Linked DNA regions of Mus musculus: all the other regions are linked to region 1. Evidence: chromatin contacts called from public Hi-C, HiChIP or PLAC-seq and promoter capture Hi-C data. All regions are on one chromosome and are shown on one strand. Each heading gives the region's core, a stretch centred on a gene start, on an enhancer-like site or on the middle of the called end of the contact. The rest is flanking DNA. Distances are from core to core; before and after follow the strand shown.

Region 1 (3,640 bases), core at 846-3,345:
ACAGAATCTATACAACAAACACAGATCTTGTCTACCGTGAACCCTTCTTATACAGAAAACCGAGATTTTTATGTCTAAATGACACTCCACCAACAAGGCCCACACAGACCCCACAGAGGGCTGAGTGCCTGATCTGCCACAGATGTGGACTGCAACTAGCTCCATGTAGCATAGCAGACAACCTTGTAAATGTAGGGGATGAATACTATTGCTCCCACCCAATGACTGGATGTTGGACCACCTCTGAGATGTGTGGACATCTGATTTAAAAGTGACCAGCAAAATCCTTGAAAGACTAAAGAGCAAAGTCTTCGAAAGACTAACAACAGTTTGCCTACCCCAGACCTCCTGACAGACTCAAGGTTTGTCAATCAGCTTTCCCTCGCCTTAACAAACTCCCCCAAAAAATAAGTTATGAAGAGAGAAGTTTGGAAGGTTCATTCCATGATCAGTTACCTCAGACGTTTCCAGGCCTGTGATGAGGTGAACAGCAGAGCAGAACTTCGTGATAGGGCAAAAGCTCACCTCATGACTAGAAAGTAAAAAGTGGAGAGAAGAGCCTAGATGGACTCTCCCCTCTGAGGACACACTACCAACAGTCTAACTGCCTCCCAATAAGCCCATTCCCAAGATTCTAGCACCTTCCAGCAGTGCTGAGGTGGGGAGCTAGGCTCTGAGATGTGGAACTTTGGGGGATCCAAACCACAGCATATAGATAGATAGATAGATAGATAGATAGATAGATAGATAGATACCACTAGTAGACTAATAAAAGTACCTGGAGCTTTATTCTAGAATAAATTACTTGGGCTGGTAATGCACTCATGTATTCATGCACCCATGCACTCATGCACTCATGTACCCATGTACTCATGAACCCATGCTATGTGACTTTGAACTTGCATTAACATTAGTCCCAGTAGCATGAGTATAGCACCCAAAGAGTACCCAGCCATAGATAAGAATTTGATCTCTGTATACATTTCTATATAGTTTTTAATAAAGTCCAAAAGGATCTATGGCAATTCTGATACAATCTCCTGTCTCCCTGTGTTCTCGGGTATTTCTCACCCTAGGAGCCTCCTTGGTCTGGGTTCTAGTATAAGAATCTGGCCTGCGTGCTTCCTTCCTGCCTACTTCTTGACTTTTTCTCTTAAGAGAATGAGGAAATAGCAGTCATGAAGAGGACTGTGATAAGTTCTCCATGTTAACAAAACTTATCCTAGCTACTTGAATATATCATTATCTGCCTCACACCTGCTTCATACCTGTCTCACACCTGCCTCACACCTGTCTCACACCTGCCTCACACATTTCGAACTGTATAGTCTCCATACTGAGTGGCTTGTTCAGAAGGTTGCAGAGCAGTCCTTGAACTTGTACAAACTCAGTTTCCTGTTTATCTATCCTGAGTTGCTCTGGGATTTCCCATTTGTAAGTTTCTTTTTAATGTATCAGTTCTCTTTAATTTTTCCCAAAATTTCTTAGTTCAATTCACTGGGATTTTTCAGATTCTTTTGGCTACCTGCCTTCTGCCCTCTAGCCCTCCATATTTCACCCCTCCACACTGCCTCATAAAGACATGAATCCAGGATGCCCTCAAGGATCTGGAACTCCACAAAACACACAGATCCTTCAGACCACAGGAGACTCTACCCAATGCCAGTATTGGGAAAAAGAGACTCCAAACAGCTAGATGGTATGAGAAACATCCCTCCTGGGTCTTACCACAGAAGTGGCAAGGTATAGATATGGCCCAGAATTCATCCCTGTGTAGTCCTAGAAAAACATTTTTTTTTAAACAGGGTTTCATGTAGCTCAGGCTAGCCTTGAACTCAATATGGATGATCTTGACCTCCTGGTCCTCCTGCCTCTACTTCCTGAATGCCGGGGTTTCAGGTCTGGCTTTTAATGCTGGGGGTGGAGTCTAGGGCTTTGTGCTTGCTAGGCAAGTAAGCACTCTACCTACCGAGCTACAGCACCAACCAGAGGAAGTGAATACTGGGCTGAAACTGCCAGAGAGCAGACCAATCAGGTAGTTGGAGAGTGGGTGCCTGGGTGGACTTCCTCACCAGCCCTGGAGGCCCCAAGAGTGCAGGGGCCCTCTCAAATTGCTAAGGGCAAGGAGAGGAACTGAGGTTTGTGAACACTGTGGCTTGTGTTTCCTGTTTCAGCATGCTGCTGTGCGAAAATAACGTCAGTATAAGAAGAAAATGGTGAGGGGGTTTAGAAACTTCTTCAGAAACTCGGCTTGACAGCTTCCCCAGCCTTCTGAGACCAGAGAGACCTAGAAAGAAAGGGCTGAAGGCTCTCCTGAGACACTTGAGACAGAACCTGGGACTTGAGGTAACTGTGGAGGAAGATGCTTTGGGATCTTGGTTTGGATCTGCTGACTTAGGGTGGGGCAGAATACGCTCTGCCATGCCAGCCTCCTGCGTAGCAGCAGGTGGTAGAATGTACTCGATGGGGCTTGTATGACAAAAAAACATCCTGTGCTAGAGACCTCAGGCAACCACAGGGTATGGCTCCCAGCTCTGCTCCGTCTGATGGCTTCGGTTAGGTGTGAGTTGCATGGCTTGGTGTTGGTGTGCTCTGCATCCATAACACAAATTAAATGACTTTTCCCAATCCCTTCAATGTAGGGATCCCTGTAACAGGCTCTTCAGCTCCCGCTGAGAACTCTGAACTAAGAAGGCCAGATTCGTGTAGGAAGCCACCCATCATCTCCTCTGCATACACAGCCAGGAGGTAGGTGCAAAACTGTGGCAAGTCAACATGTCTGTAGTTGAGGGGCAGTGTGCTGCTGTCTTCCTGTGCAGGAAGGAGAGCCTTCCCTAGCCAGTACTAGCCCTTCCTCCGAGCTCTAACTAGGCCCTTTCATGTTGGCCAGGGGTACCTCAGAAACTACAGAAATCCTGGGCAGTGGCCTTGTGACCTTTTTCTGAACTACAGGACCAGTTCCTTTTTTTCTATAGCCTGTCCCTGTCCATCAGACTTTCCATAGCCTACTTGCGTTAAAGCAAGCCAGGATGATCCCACCATCCTAGAAGGCTGTGTGGTTCCATACAGGTGTCACGCCACACCCCAGGAGGTGTAGAAGGCTATGGGTTTGGAGACACTCCTCTCTCTAGGGAGCCATTCCTATTGCAACTTCCTAAGCATTAAGACCTAATGATGCAGAGAGTAAAATAGCCATATTTCAGTGGCCCTACAGACAATAGATGGAGAACAGGAAGAGACATCCTCACAGACCTGTTCTCAACCCCTCAGACCTTTCTTCTTCCCGTCTGGAAGGTAGGGAACCTGGGAGCTCCCTCTGGTAAGTCCCACAGTGGGGAGCCTAAGCCCTCACACTTATAATGGCATCTCCTTTCTTCACCTACCTGTTCTTTGACTTCCTGTCTGACCTAATTGAGTTGATGATTACATCCAGACCACACAGAAGTGTTTTGTCCTTGTAACCCAAACTCAGAGACTACAGGAACCACAGTAAAATTATTCCAAGATGGAGCTACAAGCCCTGTTCAGAACTGAGAGTGGGAGTAGGGGAGTCAGAGGGCAAAATTGATCATTCTCTGTCCTACAGTCTGGCGTTCCCTGGGGCATTTGATTCACAGCACCAAGTTTTCAGTATTCAGCG
Region 2 (3,640 bases), core at 533-3,032, 2.3 Mb after region 1:
TCAGGCAGTTTCCTTTGATCAGAGGCCATTCTGGATTATCGGTTTTCTATAGCATGCCATGGTATGTACTGGTCATATTTATATACTTCGTTGCATACTAGTGATGGTATGTAAAGAAAGAGAGGAACAGTCTTTATAACTCCAATGCCTCATTAGTATAAAGTCTGACACATAGCAGGTAGTGAATTCAGGGTTAATGAATAAGTGATAGCTAGTTTTTTGACTGTATAGGCTTGAGCTAGAGAGATAACAGCAGTTAAGAACACCTGGTGCTCTTGCAGGGGACCTACCTGGATTTGGATCCCAGGACCCACATGAACCATCCTGGGGATCTGTGGTGATTTTTTTTTTTTGTGGGTACCAGGTATACATGTGGTCAACATACATGCAGGCAGGCAAAAGACCCATACACATAAGAGAAATAATAAGAAAAGCCTAAAGGCTCAGAAGAGGTTAATAGTCGAAGATCAAACATACAGGGTGGAGACATTATTAGAACAACGTTTTTCTTTCTGCCAAAGAGAGTGGAAATCAGCACATGAGTGGAGCAAGTAGTTTTCAAATGAGCAAGGGTGTCAGGCTGGGATGGAGATGTGAGCAGACAAAGGGTGCTAAAGTCACTCTTTTCCTTTGTAAAAGGATTTTTATTTTTATGTCTATGGGTGTTTTTCTGCTCTTAGGTATGTGTACTACTTGTGTGCTGGAGGAGGCCAGAAGAGGGCATCAGATCCCTCAGAACTGGAGTTACAGGCAGCTAAGAGCTGCCACTGGCATGCTGGGATTTGAACCTCACCCATTCCTCCGGAAGAGCAATCAGAGATCCTAACTAACTACTCAACCACATCTCTAATTCTTCTTACCATCTCTGTTTCTCCCTCTTTGTTTCTTCCCTTCCTTCCTTCCTTAATTGTGTGTTCTAGGGGTTAGAAGGCAGGGAGGAGAGGAAGCAAGAGACACAGAATTAACAACGACAGAACCTTGCAATGAATCTTTTGGGAATGAGAGCTCTGATCAAGAGAAAGTTAAAAAAAAATTGCCAGGTAGGGGATGCCAATCAATAGAAACTGGAGACTCTTTGTAGTGACTTTGAGAGTCTCCTTCTACAACCCCCACAACAGATGCACATTTAAGAGTCTAGGGACTGTTGAAAAAACAACAAACTTCTTTGTTGTTGTTGTTGTTGAGAGTCTTGTTATGTATAGCAGACTGCCCTGGATCCTGTGACTGAGCAAATTTTGTGTTTTGAGACAGGTTCTCCCCATGTAGCCCAGCTTAACTCTGAACTCACTACTTGACCCATGTTGGTCTCAAGCAATCTCCCTGAGAGAGTGGGAGGGATGCACTTCTATTCTACGTAGGGTGAGGGCTTGTCGTGCAGCTGTAGGTATGTCAAAGAGGGTTCATCTACGGGAAAATGGGGACGTGTCTGTCAGAGCGCTGCGATGTTGCTGTGGGCACCGCACAGAGTAAGTAGGGAAGGAAAGGAGATGCTTGGCTCGGGTACCGCTGCGTCCATCACCCAGGACTCTACAGGAGCACAGGGCGGGAGGCCCAACCCTCTCCCCAGCTCGCAAATTCTAGTAGACATCGAAGCTAGTGCACCAGGAGACTTAGTAGGGACGCCTCCGGTATCCATGGCGACTGAGCTAGGCGCTAGTAACCACAGCGGACGATACAGCTCGGAGAGGATCCAGAGCCGCACCTTCTTATCCCGAACGTCGACCGGGATGACCCGGAAGTCTGTGTGGTGATCCGGAAGCAGATCCAAGCGACAGCCCCCCAGGAGCCACCGCCCCCTCTTCGCGGTGCTCGTGCTTAGTGCTGCGTGGAGTCCGGCACAGCTGGGGCTGCCCGATGGTCCCCAGCTGGCGGAAGCACGGGCGGAGGGAGGATGACCTCTCCTTGGGGTCACAGTGCGGACCTGGCCCGCTTCTACACTGTCACCGAGCCCCAGCGACACCCCAGGGGCTACACTGTCTATAAGGTTACCGCACGGGTGAGTTTCTGGATAGGGACACTGGGCGGGGCACGGGCTCCGGGCTGCGGCTGGGTGCGGCGAGTGGTAGGTAGGTTGGTAGGGAGGGATGGAGACTCGGACAGGAGACCCTAGACAGTACACAGGAACTCCAGGCAGAGATGGGACTCTAGGTTCGAGATGTTGAGGACCCCAGGCAGGAGATGGGATCTCAGAATGGAGATGCTGGGGACCCTTGCCAGGAGACAGGACTCCAGGATGGAGATATTGGAGACCTCAGTCAGGAGAGAGGGACCCCAGGATGGAGATGATGGGAACTCTAAGCATGAGAATGGACTCCTGGTAGACTGGAGTGCAGGCTCCATAAGGGATGCTGGGCTCCACCAGCCATTCTGGGGTGGAACACTGGTGGATGTCTTTAAATGGATGACCTAGTCCTCTGTCCTATGTGGACTTTCTCTTGAAATGAAATTTGCAGAATTGGGCTGGTGCATTCCAGAGGGAAAACACACACTTAAAAATGTTAGTGGGTGTGTTGTGGGGCTTATGTAACGGAAGGGACGTTTCCTCTTCTCATTCAGTGGCTGGCTTGCCGTGAGGCAGGTAGAATCTTGGGAAGATTTCGCTGTTAAGACGCTCGTCTTGGATCTTTAGCCTTTGCTTCTGAGTTTTGATGAGTCTTTTCAGGAGACACATGTGTACTTAAGTGAGACTTGAGGGTGGTTGGTGTGGCACAATGGCTCAGCAGGTAAAGATGCTTGCTGTCAAGCCCGAAGAACTGTTTTCATTCCCTGGGACCTACATGGTGGAAGGAGAGAACTGACTCCTGCAAATTGTCCTCTGACCACTGAAGGTGTCGTCCCCCCAAATAAATAAATGGTAATTTTTTTTTACATAAATTCACTGTTCCAAATTTAGTACTGTTTTTCTTAAATTTTGTTGCCTCAGCTTAAGTTTTGAGAACTCGTTTTCCTGGGAAATGAGAACAATAACATGAAATAAGTGCTTATGTGCACTGCTGTGTGTATGCTGGGCATTTTGTACAACTTCATGATGAGGAAGCAGATTCAAGGAAGTTTAAAAGTTTGCTAAAGTTTCTGTTGCAGAGCAGTAGCAGCTTTGAGCTTCGGGACCAGTTCTGCTTAACCCACGATGAGGAAACTCAGTTGCTAGTGTTAAGTCTTGAAGAAGAGGGGTATTGACGGAGGGGCAATAATAATGTTAATAGTGCAGTGAATATTCAAAAAGCACTCAGGAATCTGCCCTGAGGAAGCTGAGAGAAGAGATTGGGGTAAACTGAGCTTGGGGCATGCAAGGGGCTGGCAGCATTTGGAGATGATGCAGAGTCAGACAGATGGGAGTGTGTCGCTGGGTTGAGCAAGTTTCTCAAGACAGCAAGAAGACCAAGTTCTTAAGAGTAGGGAGAAGTTTGCCTAGGTCAGTGTTGTGTACGTGGGGTGTGAGTAGCAGTTTTTTCAAAGAAATGTAAGGAAGTGAGGAGATTCTTGCTAGGCAATCTTGAGACCTCTTTGGTCATTTGCGATCTTTGGTTTCCTGATACACAACTTCTCGAACCAGAACTATTTAACAGACAAGGCGCCTGTCACACCCGCAAACTGAGACGGCGTTGCATCAGTCTGTGCCTGCTAGACAGAGAGCAGGTTC
Region 3 (3,640 bases), core at 469-2,968, 2.3 Mb after region 1:
TACTTCTGGGGTTTGTGTCTCAACATCTACTATCACTAAGGTTTGCTTAAGTTGTATTAAGATTTTGTTATGCTGAATTTCTTTATTATGCTATTTTTCATTAGAAAAGATAACCTATATTGTGTACTTTAAACTTAAGTACTCTCAAACTATTCTCTAAATCAACCCTACTGTAAATCTTTAAGGTCACAACATGGGCACTATATCTTGCAATTGACCCCGAAAGTCATTCAAAGGGATTTCAGCACTTGGATCTTGTCTTGTTTTGTTTTTAAATTTAAAAATTTTGAGGTGGCCCATGAGTTTGATCCCAGCACTCAGGAGGCAGAGGTAGGCAGATCTGAGTTGAAGGCCAGCCTGGTCTACACAATGAATCCCAGGACAGCCAGAGATACAAAGAAAAACCCTCCTTCTCTAAAAAACAAACAAACAAAAAACCAAGACAAAAACCAAGTCCAAGACCATCAGCACAGGCTGGTGGTGTCTCTAATTCTCCTGCCTCCACCTCCCCAGTGCTATAACGGTTTACTTTCTGTCTTGAAATGTTTCTATACTGCAACCTGCACAGTGACGCTTATTCTTTGGATTGGCAGTTATTTATACCACATCTTTTTCTTGTAAGATAGTGAGCTTTTGAGGGTTCGAACCTCAGTATTCTCTGAAAGCCCAGTCTCCACCCAAGGGCCAAGCACACAGCTGGTACTCAGAAAATGCCATAGCACAGGAACCAGGAATGGAGTGGGCAGATCCCAACGGCTTATGTAACGACAGTGTGCTATTTCCCACGCGTGGTACGATATAGTTTCAAAGGTTATACAAACCACTGGAATCTTAATAACTAAGTCCTCAAAGTTTATAGGAGAAAAACATAATCCGTACATCCAATTTAAGATTCGGTGGATACTACTTGGGGTGACATTATTAGAGGCTGCATGTACTGTGGCGCTTTAAAATTTCAAGTGAGTTATTTTTTTACTTTTGGAGGCGGAGTGTCACGCTCGCTGCCTAATCCAGGCCAGCCTCAAATTCATGGTTATCCTCCCGCCTCGGCCTCCGGGGTGTGGAAAGTGCAGGCGTGAGCCATCACGCCAGGCTCTCAAAGAGTGGATTGAAAGAAAAATACCCAGGACGGAGCAAGAACTTGAGTGGCGGTGAAAGTTGGCCTCCGCGTGACCGACGCTGCCCAGCCACCCCGGGGCGCGCAGCCTCCCTCCGGGCGGGGCCCTGCGCGCGGGCGGCGGCGGCGAGCGTGGAGGCCGCGCGAGGCCCGCAGGATCCCGGAGGCCGCGGCCACCGCTGCTGCCCGCCCGCGCGTTACCTCTCCCCGGGCGCCGCCTGGCGCGTCCCCGCCGCGGACCCTCTTCCTCCGCCTTCCTCCCGCGCCCCGCCGCCCCGCCCCTCCCCTCCCCGCCCGCCCCTCCAGGTCCCTCCCTCTGTCCATCCCGCCGGCCGCTCGCCACTGACCGGCCTCGCCCCGCCACACAGCGGCCGTAGCCCCTCCTCACACAGCGCCACGTCTCCATCTTGGCTCTCTGTGAGCGCCCAACGCCCGGGCCCGCGGCTGCACCTCAGCTTCGGCCGCTCGCCGGGTCCTACCGGATCCCCATCACTCGGCTCCCGGCCGGCCGCTAGGCATGCTGGGAGGAGCGTCTCGCCGCAGGCCCGGTCACCATCTTGCCTTCTGGGGCAGTTCCTTTAAGCAGTGCGACTCCGGGCATGCGCAGAGCGTGCGCGGACAGCCATTTCCTGGTAGGGCGGAAGGCTAGCGCTTGACGGCTTTCTTAAGACATAGGAAGGAGCAGGAGCTGCGTGAGACCTAAAGTGTATTTACGTGGTTGCGTAGATCCAAAAGGTAGATTTCCACGTTGAGGAAATACTATTCTGTGGGTTCCCGTAGAACTTTATAATTGATTTTGTGCAAATCTCAGAGAACCCACTTGTACATTAATTAGTGCGTTGATGATCCGAGTCTGTCAGATCGAGCGTAGCTTTCTTGGAAAACATAAATGGAGAAGGGACAGCGAGAATAGCGAGGCAGAGGGCACTGGAAACCAGGGTCGCTGCTTGCTTAGTTTCTTTGGTAGAGCTGTGTAGCTGTGGGTAGTAATTTCTTGGGAAGTTTTGTTCTTTTCCTTGTGTTAATTTTGAGAGATACTTTATCCTTCGTGTATATCCTTCTCTTTATCTGCAGTTGTTATATTGTGTAAACATGTCAGGAATGCTGAATTAGCAAACTCTGAGGAAAGCTAGTCTCTGATTGCACACGCACACTCGTGAGTGTCCTTAGACAAAAGTCTTGTGCAGTCCAGGCATTCGTCAAACTTATCTCACATGCCTGTCTGAGCACTGTGGTCACCAGCAACGTACTGCCATACTTGGCTTCGGACCACATTTTCATCAACCAATATGAAGTCTTGTTTTATGCATGTTCCTTATTTAATTTATATTGTCACTTCATTAACGTTAAACTCTGTCCAACAGTCTTCTGATACATACCTAATTGAAGATAATTTAGTACACATATTTTCTCTATATTACATCATTAACTTTTGTCACCTCAGAATCTTGCAGCAGTATACTTGGGGGGCACTTTTAATAGAAAAATCAGTAAAACTGTGGGAAAGGGACACTAAGTAGTCGGTAGAAAGGTTAGTTTTTTACGGTCTGAAAACTCAAGAGGGCAGAGTGCCTTGTTTAACCTCAGGGACAAGCACACTAGGCAACTAAAATTTGCCTTTCTCCTTGTTGGAGAAAAACCAAAACACTGTGAGGATTGATTTGGACATTTTAGGTAGGTTTTAGGGAGTAGGCAGTTTACAAACGCAGTGTCCACAAATGGGGGCTGACTGCTTGAGGTTTATACTGTCCTATTTTCTAAGGGTGATCACAATGTTGTTGTTAGTTACATGTGGCCAGTAGTGTCCTATATGCCTTGTTCCATAATCACATTGTAAGTGACTTGTGAACAGTGTCCATGACTCCTGTTCAAATCTATTCAACCTAGTACTCTACTGACTACACAACATACGGCAAACAAAGATCATTGATAGGGTTATTAACTGGAGCAGACTTAAGGAAGACCTGTCAATCACCAGACTTTCTCCTCCAAGCACACCTTAGCTCCTCTGCTTGTTGTGCAAAGAAAAATGTAGTGTTTTGAAATAAGCAAATGGCATTAAGGTCCTTCCTTCCTTCCTTCCTTCCTTCCTTCTTTCCTTCCTTCCTTCCTCCCTCCCTCCCTCCCTCCCTCCCTTTCCTTTGTTTGAGACAGGGTTTCTCTGTGTAGCCCTGGCTGTCCTGGAACTCACTCTGTAGACCAGGCTGACCTGGAACTCAGAGATCCACCTGCCTCTACCTCCAGAGTGTTGGGATTAAAGGCGTGCACCACCAACTGTCAAGATGCATTCTTTCAATGAGTTTGAAGGTTTCTTGATGACGAAAGACACTTTGGGAGCTGTCTGCTCTAGAACTTTAGAGAGAGTAGTTACCTTATAGCAGCATGGTGATTATCCTAAGGGTTGGAGAACTCTTGTCTCTGTAACAAAACAAAACACCATTTTTGCATTCATGTTCCAGTTGAAAGTTCTCAGCTCACATTGTTCTGTCCCCTTAAATAGATCCTGCTTTAGTCACTCAATAA
Region 4 (3,640 bases), core at 744-3,243, 2.2 Mb after region 1:
TAATTCAGTTACTCAATAATCTAAAACAACCTCCAAAGGAACATCTACAAAGCCGTGCTGGGAAGAACTTACAGGGTTTCCCTTCTTTTCTTAACATAGTGTGTTTGTTGGGGAGGGCACCTGTGTGATGGTCAGAGAACAACTCTGCGGGTGCTGAAGAACTGAACTCAGGTTTGCCGGGTTGTCAGAAAGAGACGTTACCCCCTGAACAGTCTCGCTCTATACGAGCCTCACTTTTCCTAAAGAAATGAATTAATTTACAAAATACTTTGTGGAGCTATTCACAGCATGGGGAACTCCCCAGCGGCTGTATCACCATAGACAATGCCTTGTCCCTCTGCACCCTCAAACTGTTAATAGTTCTCCTATCTCCCCATGACTAAAGGTTTATGGGCTTGGTCTTCTGCAGGTCCCCTGCAGCCACTGTGAGCTCATTAGCGCCAGAGTCATTCCAACACTCAGGAAGCAGAGATAGGTGGATTTCCATGAATTCGGGTCAACCTGCCTACAGAGTCCCGGGTGACACCCTGTCTAAAAAGGAGGATCAGAGGGAGAGAGAGTGAGTAAATCTTAAGTCCTGGCACCCCGTGTTTGCACGCACAGCTTCCCAAAGGGTAGCAGGCTGACTTTGTCTAAGGCCCAGTAGGACCCTGATGCTTCCGGAGCTCTGCCCTCATCCGGTCCCGGGATGTGCAAGTACACGGTTAGCTTATGCACAGACTTTGGTTACTGGTGGGGTACAGGAGGCAGGCAGGGGCTGCACCTGTCCATTACCTCCTTCAGTCCTCTGCGTGGATGGAGCCGCTCAGCTCAATCAACGCAAAGGCCTGCTTCTGAGGAAGCCTCTTTCTTTGGGCGGACGGAAATGCTTTCTGGCGCTCTCCTTCCAAGATAACCTGAGGCTAAACGCTGCGGAGCGAGCGCAGAGAAAGGCCTGGCAGCTCCAGCAAACCACAGCGTAGAGAACGCCTGCCTTGGGCTCCTCTTACATCTTCACAAGCTTGACCCCGCCCCTCTTCTCGGCAACTCCCCGATTGGTTTTCTGGACTTCCGAAACGCTCAATGATTGGATGGAGGGTCGCACTACGCGATACGAGATGCCCTGGGGGCGGGGACTGCCGGCAAGAGCCAGGCGCGGTGAGCTCTGCTTCACTTAGTCAGCAAGCGGCGCAGGCGAGCGCGCTGAACCGGGTGGGACCTAGGAGCCGGCGAGGAGCACTAAGGGGCGGCGGGGCGGGGAGCCGGGAGGCATGGCGCGGCCCGATGACGAGGTGGGGCCGGCCGTGGCGCCCGGGCACCCGCTGGGGAAGGGATACCTTCCAGTGCCCAAGGGCGCCCCGGACGGGGAGGCGCGCTTGGTACCGCAAAACGGGCCTGAGGCGCTGAACGGAGGCCCCGGGCTCGGCCCGCTGATCGCGGGAGCCCAGGGCGGGCCGCAAGCCCTGATAGCGGCGGAGGAGGAGACCCAGGCCCGGCTGTTGCCCGCGGGCGACGGGGAGGACGTCCCATGCCCCGCGTGTCCCCCGCGCACAGCGCTGTCGCCGAGGCGCTTCGTGGTGCTGCTCATCTTCAGCCTTTACTCGCTGGTGAACGCCTTCCAGTGGATCCAGTACAGCAGCATCAGCAACGTGTTCGAGGACTTCTACGAGGTGTCGCCGCTGCACATCAACTGGCTGTCCATGGTGTACATGGTGGCCTACGTGCCCCTCATCTTCCCGGCCACCTGGCTGCTGGACACGCGAGGCCTGCGGCTCACGGCGCTGCTGGGCTCCGGCCTCAACTGCCTGGGAGCCTGGGTCAAGTGCGGCAGCGTGCAGCGGCACCTCTTCTGGGTCACCATGCTGGGGCAGATCCTGTGCTCCGTGGCCCAGGTCTTCATCCTGGGCTTGCCCTCCCCCGTCGCCTCGGTATGGTTTGGACCCAAGGAGGTGTCGACGGCTTGTGCCACAGCAGTGCTGGGCAATCAGGTAAAGACTGGAACGTCTAGATAACTGGGATCCTTTCAGGCTGGTAGGAAGTCATAGGCCGGGCTGGGGCAACGGTCTGTGGGTAAAGTGCATACTATAGAAGCGTGAAGACTGGGCTCCAGCACCACGAGAAAAGCCTGGCACGGTGGCTCCAGGGTGTATTCCCAGCCAGCACTGACAGGTGAGGAGGACAGCTCCTGAGAAAGGACACCGAGGTTGCCCTCTGGCCTACACACAGGCGCACACACGGGCACGCTTGGAAACTGGCGGTAAAAGAGATCTCAGGTGTTTTTGTCGCCACTGCAGAAGAAAGGTCTTGAGATCTGGAAAGTTTGTTTCCATGTTAAATGTCCTTGGAACAGCCCTGATTTAATTGTATTAGTATTAGTAGTCAGCCCAGCTTGGCACCTACTGGTCACGTATAAGTGAATGTTCAATAAATGCTCCGGTGATAAAGACTTGGCAGTATTACTGAGTCCAGCTATTAGTTCTTAACCGTGAGACAGTGGAAGGCAAATCACTGATCAAGAATGGTTAGTGGGATAAGTCAAGGCTTCCTTAAGAAATGATCTTGTTTTTTTCTACCATCATAAATTCAAATGCCACTAGAATAACAGAAATAATAGTAGGTAAAAGGTTTTTGTATGTGATTTATTTATTTAAAACGGTCTCTTCCACTGTGTAGGGCAGGCTGGTCTGGAAATCACAGTGTCCCCCTGGCTGGCCTCAAACTTGACAATCTTGCTTCAGGCTCCCAAACACCACCATGAGTCACCACAATATTATGTTTGCATTTGTTAATTTTAGGCTTGTTATTGTAACTTAAAATTTTGCTAGAGGGCACTTGTGACACCTGATGTTTTTGTCACCACTGTAAATGTCACATTTTAAAAGATGCTTAGTATTCATTCAGTTGAAGGAAATCTAGTTTAAAAAAAAAATCTATAATCCTTTCTATACATATATTGTTACCTGCCGCCATGTAACTAGAAAATGTTACTTTCTTACTTCAAGTCTCACTTGGGTCAAGATCATGGTTTAAAATACCCCAAGAGACTAAATATGTGTGCCTATTTTATTAGTTACTTTCTTTTTCTAAGTCACTTAATTGCTATGTATCAAAAACAATTTATTACTGATACATTGATTGGTTGTTTCTTTTTTTTTTTTTAAGATTTATTTATTATTATATGTAAGTACACTGTAGCTGTCTTCAGACACACCAGAAGAGGGAGTCAGATCTTGTTACGGATGGTTATGAGCCACCATGTGGTTGCTGGGATTTGAACTCTGGACCTTCGGAAGAGCAGTCGGGTGCTCTTACCCACTGAGCCATCTCACCAGCCCCCGGTTGTTTCTTTATGTTTAGATAGCAGATGTTTTTTAAAAGGTATTTTTTTGGTTCTGAATTGTTTTCGAGGTAAATGCTTCATTAAGCATAACAAAAATATCAACTCCATATTTATGAAGTATTAATTTTATGGATAATAAGTGGAAATATTTACTTATAGGTGGACTTCGCTCTTCTCAGCACATATCTGGAGCTTCCTATATTCACTTGAGGTAGTCTCACTCCTTTCTTGACCTCTATAACTGTACAGTTGTTCAATATCACCAAAACACATTTTCAGCTTCATTTATGGAATGATCATGCATAATAATATTCAGCAGCA
Region 5 (3,640 bases), core at 403-2,902, 2.1 Mb after region 1:
TCAATTCTTAGCACTAAAGGGAAAAAAAAACCTATTTTATAGGATAAGATTCTTACTATATTAAACTCTTGAGGACATTTAGAAAACAAATTGTCTTTGAAATACTCATTGCTGTTTCATCTATCATTTAAGAATGTCACTGTGTTTCTCAGTCTTTCCTAGATGTTTATCAACAAACCTTCTCTACTTCTGATTCTCTTTAAGATCTCATTCAACAAGCTATTAGAGGTGAAGTCACATTTGTCTATTCCTACATGTAAATGTTCTCATTATCTTAGCATTTTTCTATAATCAGATAAACCCTCTTAGTTACAGTCATCTCCCAAGATAACTATTAAAAACATTAAGTGCCGTTTCTCTCCTTGCCTTACTTCTAAGGAGAGAATAACACAGGAGCTACTATTCCCAAAACTGGGGTATAAAACTACAATCCAAGGAAGGTTTCTTCATTATTCTTTCCCTTAACCACTGTTGTTTTAGTTTTTGATGCTGACAACCTCTATATTTACTCTGCACTCTTGTCATTGGTCATGAATGTGCTGTTACAAGCTTGAAACTTTCCCCTACATATAGGCTGTTTATCTGCTTGAGTTAGCAGTCCTTCGATCTCTAGTGTCTTTTCCCAGAAACCATCATATTCAGGGGTACACAAAATATAGGAGAAATAAGTGTGTTCTAAGGGTTTATGGGTGCCGGGGGAGCAACAGGATGCACAGGTTCTACGTAGCCCTGGCTTGTCTGGAACTCACGGCGTGGACCAGACTAGTCTCGAACTCACAGAGATTTGCATGCCCCTGCCTTCCGAGTACTTGGCATACACTGTCATGACCAGCTCAACTAGAACTTGGTAAAATTTAACACCAAGACAGCTTCTTCATCTATTTTCAACTTAAAAAGAAAATGTTTTCTCCCCGAATCCACACGATGTTATAAAAACAAACAAAAACAATAACAATGACCAAAAACCTAGCCAGATGACTGACTTCAAGGATTATCATTTCCTGGAGAATTCCTCATACCAACCAGCAAAGTTGCGCTGGCCCACAGGAGAGCGACTTTGTCTTTACTGCGCACTTAACTACCAAAAGAAATGTTTTGTAAAACACAAGATTTGAAAGCTTGCTATGAAAGCAAAATGTGATGCCTTGTTTATACGTATAGCGCTGTACATGTTCAAGAATATGGGTACACTTAATACCGCCTGCTTCTTAAGATTACATACGTGTTCGCCCTGTATGTTCCTGACAGGAAGCAGCACCCAGGCGGCACTAGCATCTAGTTGCCTTCCCTGGCATTTCCCAAGCCAGTCTTGGGCATCGTTCCATCTGCGAAGGCCTGACATGGGCCCCGAGCCAGAGCCAGGATGCGCTGGGTGAGGACCGGGAAAGAGGGGTCCGTACCCACTGTGCGTCCCGCAGCGCGAGCTCGCGGACGTCCTCCGGCAGCACGGCCCCGAGCTCCTGCACGAAGCGACCGCACATCTCCATCACTTCCATCACCGCCCTCTTCAAGGTGCAGCGCACTCGGAAGTCCTCTAGGGGAGAGTCTGCTGCCGTGGCCTGAGGGTCTGAGGCGGCCTGGGCATCGTGGTCCTGCGGGGCGGAGACGAGCACTGTTTCAGAGACAGCCGCCATCTTCCCGGTTTAAACTAAGGCGGGAATCGCTGAGACCGGAAGGATGCTTCCCTCCCTGGAACGCTCCTGCACGCGTCCGACTGGAAACCCGATCCGCCGCCGCCGCAAGGTTCCGCCTCGGGTTCCGCGGCCCCAGAGTTCCGCCGCCTGGCTTGCAGTCGAGAAGCCTGCAGGAGTAGCTATGGGTTTGGGGTTAGTGGACTGTCACTGCCATCTCTCCGCCTCGGACTTTGACAACGTATGTGAGGGGGACTTGGGGCTTGCGGGAGTCGGGAGGGCCGTGTCTCCTTTCCCGCAAGTTTTTCTCCCCCAAATCCTCAGACCGTACCTAGTCTATGGCGACCCTTTCGAACCAGCGTCCTGGAACTGACATTCCTCATCTTACACGGCGGTTAACTATTTCTATGAAGCTTTAGTTTGTCGTCTCAACACCCCTTTCTCCTACCACTCTTGAGGTGTGCTGATCCATCCAAGCCCTTAGCAGAGGTTCTAGTTCTGGCCCGGCAGAGGGACAAACAAAAATAATAACACTTGATGGAGTGAATGTGTAGGGATGGAAATAGGTTTTACCGGCTACATTGGGGAAAGTGAAGAGGAAGGAGAAGTAGGTGCCTTTTTCTTAGGAGGTGACGCTTAGGGTGTGAGTGTATGGTAGTGATGAACACCGGCAGGTTGTAGACCTCCCATACATTATAGAATTTGATCTGTTTTAGTTAACCAGCAGCTGGAAACACTTAATAAAGGAGAAATTTCCAGGAGCTGGGAAGGGTAGGTCAAGGTCAGTAAGACATTTGGATTGCATTAGATGCACAGTCTTAACCCTTAAAAGTTTAAAAACAAACCCATTTTAAATATATATAGAGAGCGAATATTCTGAAGACAAATTTGCTGCTGAGTGGCAAAAAGGTGGAGGAGAGAAAGTGAGAGCATTTAGGAAACGTCTCAGTTTACAGACAAGAGCTGGTAGAAGCCAGTACAGTGAGAATATCATGAGAATACCATGTACTCAACAAATTTTAGGAATAACACCAACAGTACATGCATGCCTTGGATAAGAACAGCAAGGGGAGGAAGAAATCGAGCATGACTTAGATTTCAGTTTGTGCTTCCTGTAAGGAAGATGGTGATGGCCTTTGCTGAGACGAGAAAAGGTTTGGGATCAGAGTGGGCAGGTGGGCAGCTGGAAATCCTAGTGGGGGGATATTGGTTAAGTCTGATCTCATCCAAGTGGAAAGATTAGAATACATAATCATTTCAAATGTGAGTCGTGGGTCTTGGAGAGAGTAAAAACTCTGTAAGTTGGAGATTCAGCATGGTATCAAAAACCACGAGAAGGGGAGGATATAGCTTAGTGATAGAGATCTTACATAGTGTGGTCGAGGATGTTAAACAAACAAAGGAAAAAGGCAGAATCCCTTAAGGCAAGTGGAAAGAGAACAGAAGAGCTTGAAGTCACAAAAAGGACAGAGAATCAGTCAAGGAGACTGAAGAGTTACCTACCACTAGGCTGTGAAAGCAAATCATGAGGGAAATGTCCAGAAGCCTCTGAGGGACAGAGTGAGAGAGGACAGGAAAGCTCTGTGTGTTTGGCAACAGAGATCTCTGTTTTGATATAGTGTGCATCATGGACTGTGAGAGTAAGGAGGAGGGTGACTTCATTTTCTGCCACTCTGTTCCTTGCTAACAATGTTGTCCTTAATGGTGCCTCTGCTGCCTGTATATGGACCAAGAGCAGTTAATTACTCGTGTAAAACAAACGTGGTTGCTTCTGTTTGTTGTAGGATCTGGATGATGTGTTGGAGAAAGCCAGGAAGGTAAGCTAGAATCCATATCCCCCCCCCTTTTGTGCCCTTCCTGTTTCATTCAACATACTGTTTTTAGGGACCAAGTAGGCAGACTCTGCTGTTTCCGTGGTCAGCAGTATATTTAAGCTCTCACTCTGTGCCAGCCACAGAGCTAACCCCCCACTGAACTTTAGATCATTTAAAGTCTCACCTTCTGAGGAA

What was found. Promoter capture Hi-C pulls out the DNA fragments that hold promoters and counts their contacts. Hi-C and Micro-C count contacts between places; a contact is called where the count stands out from the background. HiChIP or PLAC-seq counts read pairs in DNA pulled down with a chosen protein or histone mark.
Region 2: an H3K27ac HiChIP or PLAC-seq map of acute myeloid leukemia shows a contact between it and region 1, with 9 times the contacts expected there. The contact joins the promoter of Rps6kc1 here to the promoter of Traf3ip3 in region 1.
Region 3: a contact with region 1 is called in a promoter capture Hi-C map of the HPC-7 cell line. The contact joins the promoter of Angel2 here to the promoter of Traf3ip3 in region 1. A contact is called at or near these places in 1 of 39 promoter capture datasets (the HPC-7 cell line), 1 of 115 datasets of contacts at active chromatin or transcription factors (large pre-B cells) and 1 of 9 other capture datasets (liver).
Region 4: a Hi-C map of B cells shows a contact between it and region 1, with 7 read pairs. The contact joins the promoter of A230020J21Rik here to the promoter of Traf3ip3 in region 1. A contact is called at or near these places in 2 of 39 promoter capture datasets (the C10 cell line and pre-B cells) and 1 of 484 Hi-C or Micro-C datasets (B cells).
Region 5: a promoter capture Hi-C map of pre-B cells shows a contact between it and region 1. The contact joins the promoter of Nsl1 here to the promoter of Traf3ip3 in region 1. A contact is called at or near these places in 2 of 39 promoter capture datasets (the C10 cell line and pre-B cells) and 1 of 484 Hi-C or Micro-C datasets (B cells).

The regions. Positions count from the first base shown.
Region 1 is chr1:193,200,001-193,203,640 of GRCm38.p6, reverse strand. It overlaps Traf3ip3 (TRAF3 interacting protein 3), which reads left to right and starts at 2,095. Exons shown (of 16, transcript NM_153137.4): 1 at 2,095-2,346; 2 at 2,643-2,748.
Region 2 is chr1:190,909,912-190,913,551 of GRCm38.p6, reverse strand. Rps6kc1 (ribosomal protein S6 kinase polypeptide 1) reads left to right here and starts at 1,782. Exons shown (of 15, transcript NM_178775.4): 1 at 1,782-1,996. The coding sequence starts at 1,892.
Region 3 is chr1:190,926,583-190,930,222 of GRCm38.p6, reverse strand. Angel2 (angel homolog 2) reads right to left here and starts at 1,718. Exons shown (of 9, transcript NM_021421.4): 1 at 1,465-1,718. The coding sequence starts at 1,523.
Region 4 is chr1:191,023,704-191,027,343 of GRCm38.p6, reverse strand. A230020J21Rik (RIKEN cDNA A230020J21 gene) reads right to left here and starts at 1,993. Exons shown (of 2, transcript NR_027298.1): 1 at 775-1,993. It overlaps Flvcr1 (feline leukemia virus subgroup C cellular receptor 1), which reads left to right and starts at 1,154. Exons shown (of 10, transcript NM_001081259.1): 1 at 1,154-1,967. The coding sequence starts at 1,251.
Region 5 is chr1:191,061,033-191,064,672 of GRCm38.p6, reverse strand. It overlaps Nsl1 (NSL1, MIS12 kinetochore complex component), which reads right to left and starts at 1,652. Exons shown (of 6, transcript NM_198654.3): 1 at 1,401-1,652. The coding sequence starts at 1,634. It overlaps Tatdn3 (TatD DNase domain containing 3), which reads left to right and starts at 1,763. Exons shown (of 10, transcript NM_001357166.1): 1 at 1,763-1,872; 2 at 3,416-3,448. The coding sequence starts at 1,816.